2 separate regions of the Mus musculus genome follow, and region 2 is linked to region 1. The links are chromatin contacts, called in public HiCAR-type maps. All regions are on one chromosome and are shown on one strand. The core of a region is the stretch at or near the end of the contact, and the rest is flanking DNA. Distances in the headings are between cores, read along the strand shown. Region 1 overlaps Ccdc171 (coiled-coil domain containing 171). Region 2 overlaps Bnc2 (basonuclin 2).

What was found. HiCAR-type assays count read pairs that join an accessible place to other places.
Region 2: a HiCAR-type map of fibro-adipogenic progenitors shows a contact between it and region 1, with 4 times the contacts expected there. The contact joins two enhancer-like sites. A contact is called at or near these places in 1 of 484 Hi-C or Micro-C datasets (uterus) and 1 of 115 datasets of contacts at active chromatin or transcription factors (fibro-adipogenic progenitors).

The regions. Positions count from the first base shown.
Region 1 is chr4:83,829,550-83,832,801 of GRCm38.p6, reverse strand. The region is part of intron 25 of Ccdc171 (coiled-coil domain containing 171); the gene reads right to left. All of the region lies in intron 2 of Gm42309 (a long non-coding RNA gene), which reads left to right. Among named protein-coding and RNA genes, the nearest start is that of Gm42309, 11 kb to the left of the region's middle. Within about 2 kb of position 1,706, at least 55 of the 459 cell types and tissues checked have an H3K27ac peak or open chromatin away from gene starts, as enhancers often do. A contact at or near this core is called in fibro-adipogenic progenitors and uterus, where this site is marked.
Region 2 is chr4:84,456,366-84,459,271 of GRCm38.p6, reverse strand. All of the region lies in intron 3 of Bnc2 (basonuclin 2), which reads left to right. Among named protein-coding and RNA genes, the nearest start is that of Bnc2, 220 kb to the left of the region's middle. Within about 2 kb of position 1,516, at least 49 of the 459 cell types and tissues checked have an H3K27ac peak or open chromatin away from gene starts, as enhancers often do. A contact at or near this core is called in fibro-adipogenic progenitors and uterus, where this site is marked.

The DNA.
Region 1 (3,252 bases), core at 457-2,956:
AAGATGTTCTGGGTTGTTATTGGATACTTACAAGACGACTGATTTCAACTCTGTCTTGAATCAGGAGTCCAACACTTTCTTTCAAAACACACATATTACCTATATGCTCATCCACTTCTACCAAACACTACCTATGTATGAACTCCTACTACAACTTGAACAAATGCTGAGTTAGCTCGCTCATCATTCACTGAAAAGGATTTTCAAGGAAAAGTTCTCATGAGATGATTATGAGACTTAATGCCTTTTGTACTTCCTGTCATGCTTCTGCCTTCAGTGCACTGCTTTCTTTTAATTACTGACTTTTTTCAACTGTTGTTCTGTGATATTGTCATTCATGTCACATAAGAGTAAGTTTTCATGTCCAATAGTGAAAGAAATTGGAATGACCTCAAATACATAGCTATTCACGGTATCTGCATCAATTGTATTGAAAAGGCCAGAGCACCAGAGCCATCAAATAATTACAACCTCTAGCTCCCCTGCAGGTGGAAACAGACAGGTCTAATCAGCCTTCTCACCATGGAAAAATACTTAGGCGATATTAAAATATTAAAAAACCATTTAATGAGGTCCGTTTCCTTCCAAAAGTAAACTGAGTTTGGGTCTGAACACGCTTCAGGCAAGGGACGCTTCCACCATAACATTTTAAAAACTAGCCATTATTTCCCATGCTGAAAAAAAAAATTGCAATTTTATTTCCTAACAGCAAATGAAACTGTCAGGAAAATTTAGGTGTAATAAAGTTGGGTGGTTAAACCAACATGCTAGAATTAAAATAAAACTGAATTAAAGGAGTTAAAAGTAATTCTTGTGTCAGTTGCCCCTCAAAAATACTACTCAGGACTTACTGGTTTGAACAAATGGAGTTTCCTTGTTCTTGATAGAGTCATTAATGGTGATACAAATGAAATTGTGTGTTGAACAATACGTTGATTAAAATGTACTGCTTTTGGCAACTTTTCCACCTAAATAAAAAGTTGTCAGGCAGGGTGAGTTTAGTGGCACAGAGTTTTAAAATGGTGGATTCAGTCCAAGGTTAGCTAATAGCAGCTGACATGCCCTGGAATCTTGCGGCCTAAATCAACATTGTTTTCACAGCTGTAATTAAGCCACCTAATCAGAAGCACATTTTGACGGGACAGTTTCTGGAAGCCAGACATTACAATTTCTTATGCCTGGAGCGCAGTGGTTCAGGAGAGGTCCGTATTTAATTTTGAGTTTAAAAAAAAAAAAGGGGTGGAGGGCAGTAAAATACGAAAGACCACTGAGATGAAGCAGGTCTGTGTGCTCCTGCCTTGACCAGCCTCGCAGCCCGCCCCCAACTCTCCGCTGAGTCCCCCCCCCCACTCTTAAGTGGCAGCTGTACACAGTGAGATGAAGGGCCATTGCCAAGATCAACAGATGAGCTGGTCTGAACTGGCTCTCTGTGTGTTCTGATTGTAAATTGTGCTGGTGATGATTAGAGAACTCCAGCACAGGATGTCGACTCTTAAGCTCGTCCAGAGAAAATCATTCTTTTTTTTTTTTTTAAAGTTCAGGAAAAATTTTTTAACTTTTTTGTGGCTTGGTGCATAGTGTTGTGTCTATTACTTTCACATGATTCAAGTGAATTCACCCAAATTAAGCAGCTCTGTTATTAAAAGAGAGTGTGGCTTGGCTCAGGGCAGGGACCTTCATCTTGGTGTGTCTATACCACAGTGCTGTGGAGAATGTTCTTGCAGTGGTGGCAGCCATGTGAATCTGCCACCTGCCAACAGATCATACTACTAAGAGGAAGACAATTCAGGATGCCAGAGTCACATACCATTAAGTGGCTGTGCTGGTAACATTAACGCAAATAAATTGCCAGCTTGTTTTCTACAGCGCTATTATATTCTATAACATTTAAACTTTCAACCCCAGAGGCCATTGTAAAACTATCAATATGAAAGCCCTAGTCACTGGAGTCTGATTACATTTAGTTCTGCATTTTAATTACATATGGATTCCATTAACTAAACCTTGTGCCTTATAGGCAACATTGTAATCAAATTACTATAATTTTCAAATACGTTACAATAGTTTGACAAGTTAAAAGTTCACATTCCTAACATATTAAATATCAAAAAAACTGTGCATTAAAAAGGGAAATATTTCTTACAAGTATACTAATCCATTCCCCAATTACTTTGGGGACTTTTTGACTACCTAGTTATAAGTTATATTGTAAGGTTTATATACCTCGTATGCTTTTGTGAGTGGTTCCTTGGTGCAGAATATAACCAAATTTAGAAACATTCATTTCATCAATATAAGTGAAGCAGGAACAACATAAAGCATAGAATTCAGAATTCTAAATTGTTATTTATAGCTCAAATAAAAGAATTTTAGAGTTGTGCAGGAATTCAACTTTCATTTCATTTAGAGTCTTCATTCTATAGCCAGGAAAACCAAGACCCATGGAGACTGTGCGGTTTACTTCCCAAAGCTTTGAGATGAGTCAGATGGCAAACTTTCTCTAGAACCCAAATTTCCTGTGTTTCTCTGTCATGTGATTTTGCAGTGTGCCATCCTGTATAAGAGGGGTGATGCCATGCCAGACAAGAACTCATGAAAAAAATTAATGTGTTAAAACACACCCAACCTAGAATTCACAGATTATCCATTTTAAATCATCAGGTACATCTGCAATTTTGTATAGCCATCCCATTTCAGAAAGTTTCCTCATCTCACAGAAACCCCACACCCATTCAGCACTCACTCACCTCCAATGGTCTCCTCCTGCAAACTGTCAACCATTAATCTGAGTCTTTATGGGTTTGCTAGCTTGGGACATTCCATATAAATGGAATCATACATGTGTGGCTTCTTGAAGAAGACTAACTGGTCTGCTCTGGTGTGTCTGGTCTTTTGTGCATATTGCAACATGGATCAACATTTCGTGGCACCTTGGGCTCTGAGAGATGGCTCAGCAGTTAAGAGCACTTACTGCTCATGCAGAGAACCTGGATTCAGTTCCAAGCCCCCACACGACAGCTCGCTCACAATTGCCTAGGACTCCAGTTATAAAAGATCTAACACCCTCTTCTGGTCTCCATGGCTACTGGGTACCATGCATATACACAATGCACAAACAATCATGCACATAAAATTTTCTTAATTAAAAAAAATGTATTGAAGCTTATGGCCAAATAACATGTCACAGTCTGAATACAATATATGTTCATATCTTTTCATCAACCGGCTTATATTGAGGAAGCCTCCTTGGCT
Region 2 (2,906 bases), core at 267-2,766, 630 kb before region 1:
ACCAACCAACCAACCAACCAACCAAAACAAACAAACAAACAAACAAAAAGCTTAATATCTCCCTGTGGCTTCTCTGTGGCTCTGTGTGCTGTTCTTATTTATGGGTAGCTGTGGTCTTTCAAACCTGAGTGGATTTCCCTCATTTGCCTTGTCTCATTGAGGAAGGTGTGGTGCCATCTTTCTGGCCCGAGCCAGCTCTAGTGATAGATTTGATGAACGGTTGCTTTGGACCTGGCCCTCACCAAGTGCACCTGAATTCACTAAGAATGAATTTAAATCCCAAGGGTCAAAGTTGCACTTCATGTGGCAATTCTTAGCTGCATAAAAACAAACAAAAAATATCCATAGAACTGTGGTATAAACAAAAAAAGAAGATGTAGTGTTGTTATGACTTTTGGATTAGATTACTGCTGAACCAAGCGTCTTTTTGACACAAGCTAAAAATAACGTGTTTGGCTAATTAGGCGATAAAAGCAAACATCAAAGGCAGACCTTTCCGTTAGTCCTACACTGGCTTCCTTGTATTTAAAACGCTAGCCAACAAATAAAGTGTTTGACCGTTGTTATTATTCGTTTTTAGTTGAGACTTAGTGGAAAACAATATCCCTAGGTATTTGTTTTTCTCAGCTTGATACTTAACCCTACTACCAATCACTAAGTAATAGTGAAATGTAACAGCTACTGCCTTGTCACAACAGACACTTAAAAACGATTTCTGCTTTTTCCACATTAACACGTCTAGATTAGGAAAGTGGAGCATATCTCTCCCTTTCAGTGATATTTATTCATGGGAATGATGGTGTGCAGCAAGAAAAAGTGCGTGCATGTAAAAATACCTTCAGCTTGCCAGGGAGGTTGCTTTATTTTTTTTTTTTTCCAGAATGCTCTTGATTTACAAGTGAAACTTACTCTTGTGTGAAGGGCAAATTTAAATAGTAGGAATTCATGCGGTCACTAGTGAGACATCAGTTGAAAAGTCTGGGTGTTGTTTTCTCTGTGTGGTTTCAGGTGTGTGTGTGTGTGTGTGTGTGTGTGTGTGTGTGTGTGTGAGAGAGAGAGAGAGAGAGAGAGAGGGGGGGGGAGAGAGAGAGAGAGAGAGTGTGTCTGTCGGTGAGCATCCGTGTTTACTGTCATTCCTTGCCCACTCTGTCCCCTCTCTTACTCAGATACATGTATATAGGCCACCTTCAGTCAAGGCATGTGACCCGTCCCACATGTGTCTCTGTATGTGTCCACATCCGCTCCTTTTATTGCTTTCTTATGGCATTCTGCTTTACAAAGTGACATTTTCTGAAAACAGTATGTTTTTACATTTTGTGGGGTTTTCTCCTTATCTCTGTAATTCCTGAGACTTTTTCTAAACAAGATGCCTGGCATTTTCTAAGGACAGAGCAGAGACAGAGCCGCCCCGAGCAGGCAGACACACTTACATTGCTTGTGGTTTTTCAATACAGCTGCGTTCAAATGGGCCTGCCTTTTCGGCACTGGTTCCAGTGCCAAAGTCAGACTGTCACACAGCTGGTAGTACTTACTGTACTTGCGGGAAACTATGTGATTCATTAGTTGGAACCGTATGGTTTTCACCAGTTCTGGTCATGTTTTTGTTAGGATGTGGTAAAAACATAAGCAGAGGGTGAAGGGACAATGGAAGCATGTGACTTGTTAAGGACTGGCCCCAACCCATTATTAGTTAAATTGTTCACCATAAAATGTCCTCTGTACCTCATAAGACAAATGACTTAATTTTTTATTCTTCAGTTGAGGTCATTTAGTCATAAGTAGTAAAAATTATCAACACTAAGCTCTTTTTGTCTTTTTTTTTCCCCTTTCTGCAAAGTATCATGATCCATTTAAACCCCAAACTGTAATATGAAGAGAAGTCATGCAAGTAAAAGATATTAATTTGCTGAAAAATGTCCATGACGGGTGAAGAACTTTTAACTGGAGTGAACTCTCGCTACTGATAAAATATGAGTGTGGTATTGCAGTTAATAAGAAACACTGCTAATACCACAGGATATGTGGAGAACAATAAACGGGAGTTCCTTTGTCCAAGCTCACTAGAGTTTATGGGTGGATGAATGAGTCTTTCAAATATTTTTGTCACTAATAGAGTTGGACTAGGGTGTTTGCAGTGTTTGTTACTGGGGTTGTGCAGAGCCGCTGGGCTGCACTGTGTCGCCCCTTAGCCCTCTATGGGGTAGTCTTTGAGACTGAGTGTTTCACACCTGCATAGGGTGAACTACAGCCACAGTAGAGTGGATTCTGCAGATGGTGTATTGTCTGTGCATAGGCATTTGCTTTCAAATTCACGTTCCTTTGAATCCTCCCAACGCTGTACCTTTGCCCCCTCTCTCCTAATCTACTATTGCAAAGGTGACATTTTTGAAGTCTTTGTGGGTAGTCTATTGGCAGATTATGCGTCCACCCTCTGACTCCGTTTTCTAACCGTTTCCTTTTAGAGCTCTGCACCGTTCATGCCTCAGCACATATGCTCCTGCAGTTGCGGCACTCTGCAGAATTAGAACCAGGTCTGTCTCTGACAATTAGCTCAACTGGCTACAGCATAAATAAAGGAATGCGCTCAGGGGCTGTAGTCTGTGACATGGTTTAACAGAGCGTAAAAAGGTGCATCTGTTCCCTGCCCACATTCAGTCGCCTCACTGTCACTGGGAAGTTATCGACACGGAGACATGCCTGTGCTGTTTGGTAAACAAGCGGCAGGTATTAAATTAATGGGGCTGTGAGCGTGTGCAAGTGCTGCTTTATTAAAAGCTCTGCTTTCCGGACTCACTGCTGGGCCACAGGCCGCCACTAGAGTATCTATTAAGATGACTCATGGCAGGGAATACTTCAGCACTTTGTACTCATTTCTAGGGGGGACCATTGACCTCTGGAAGCCTGAT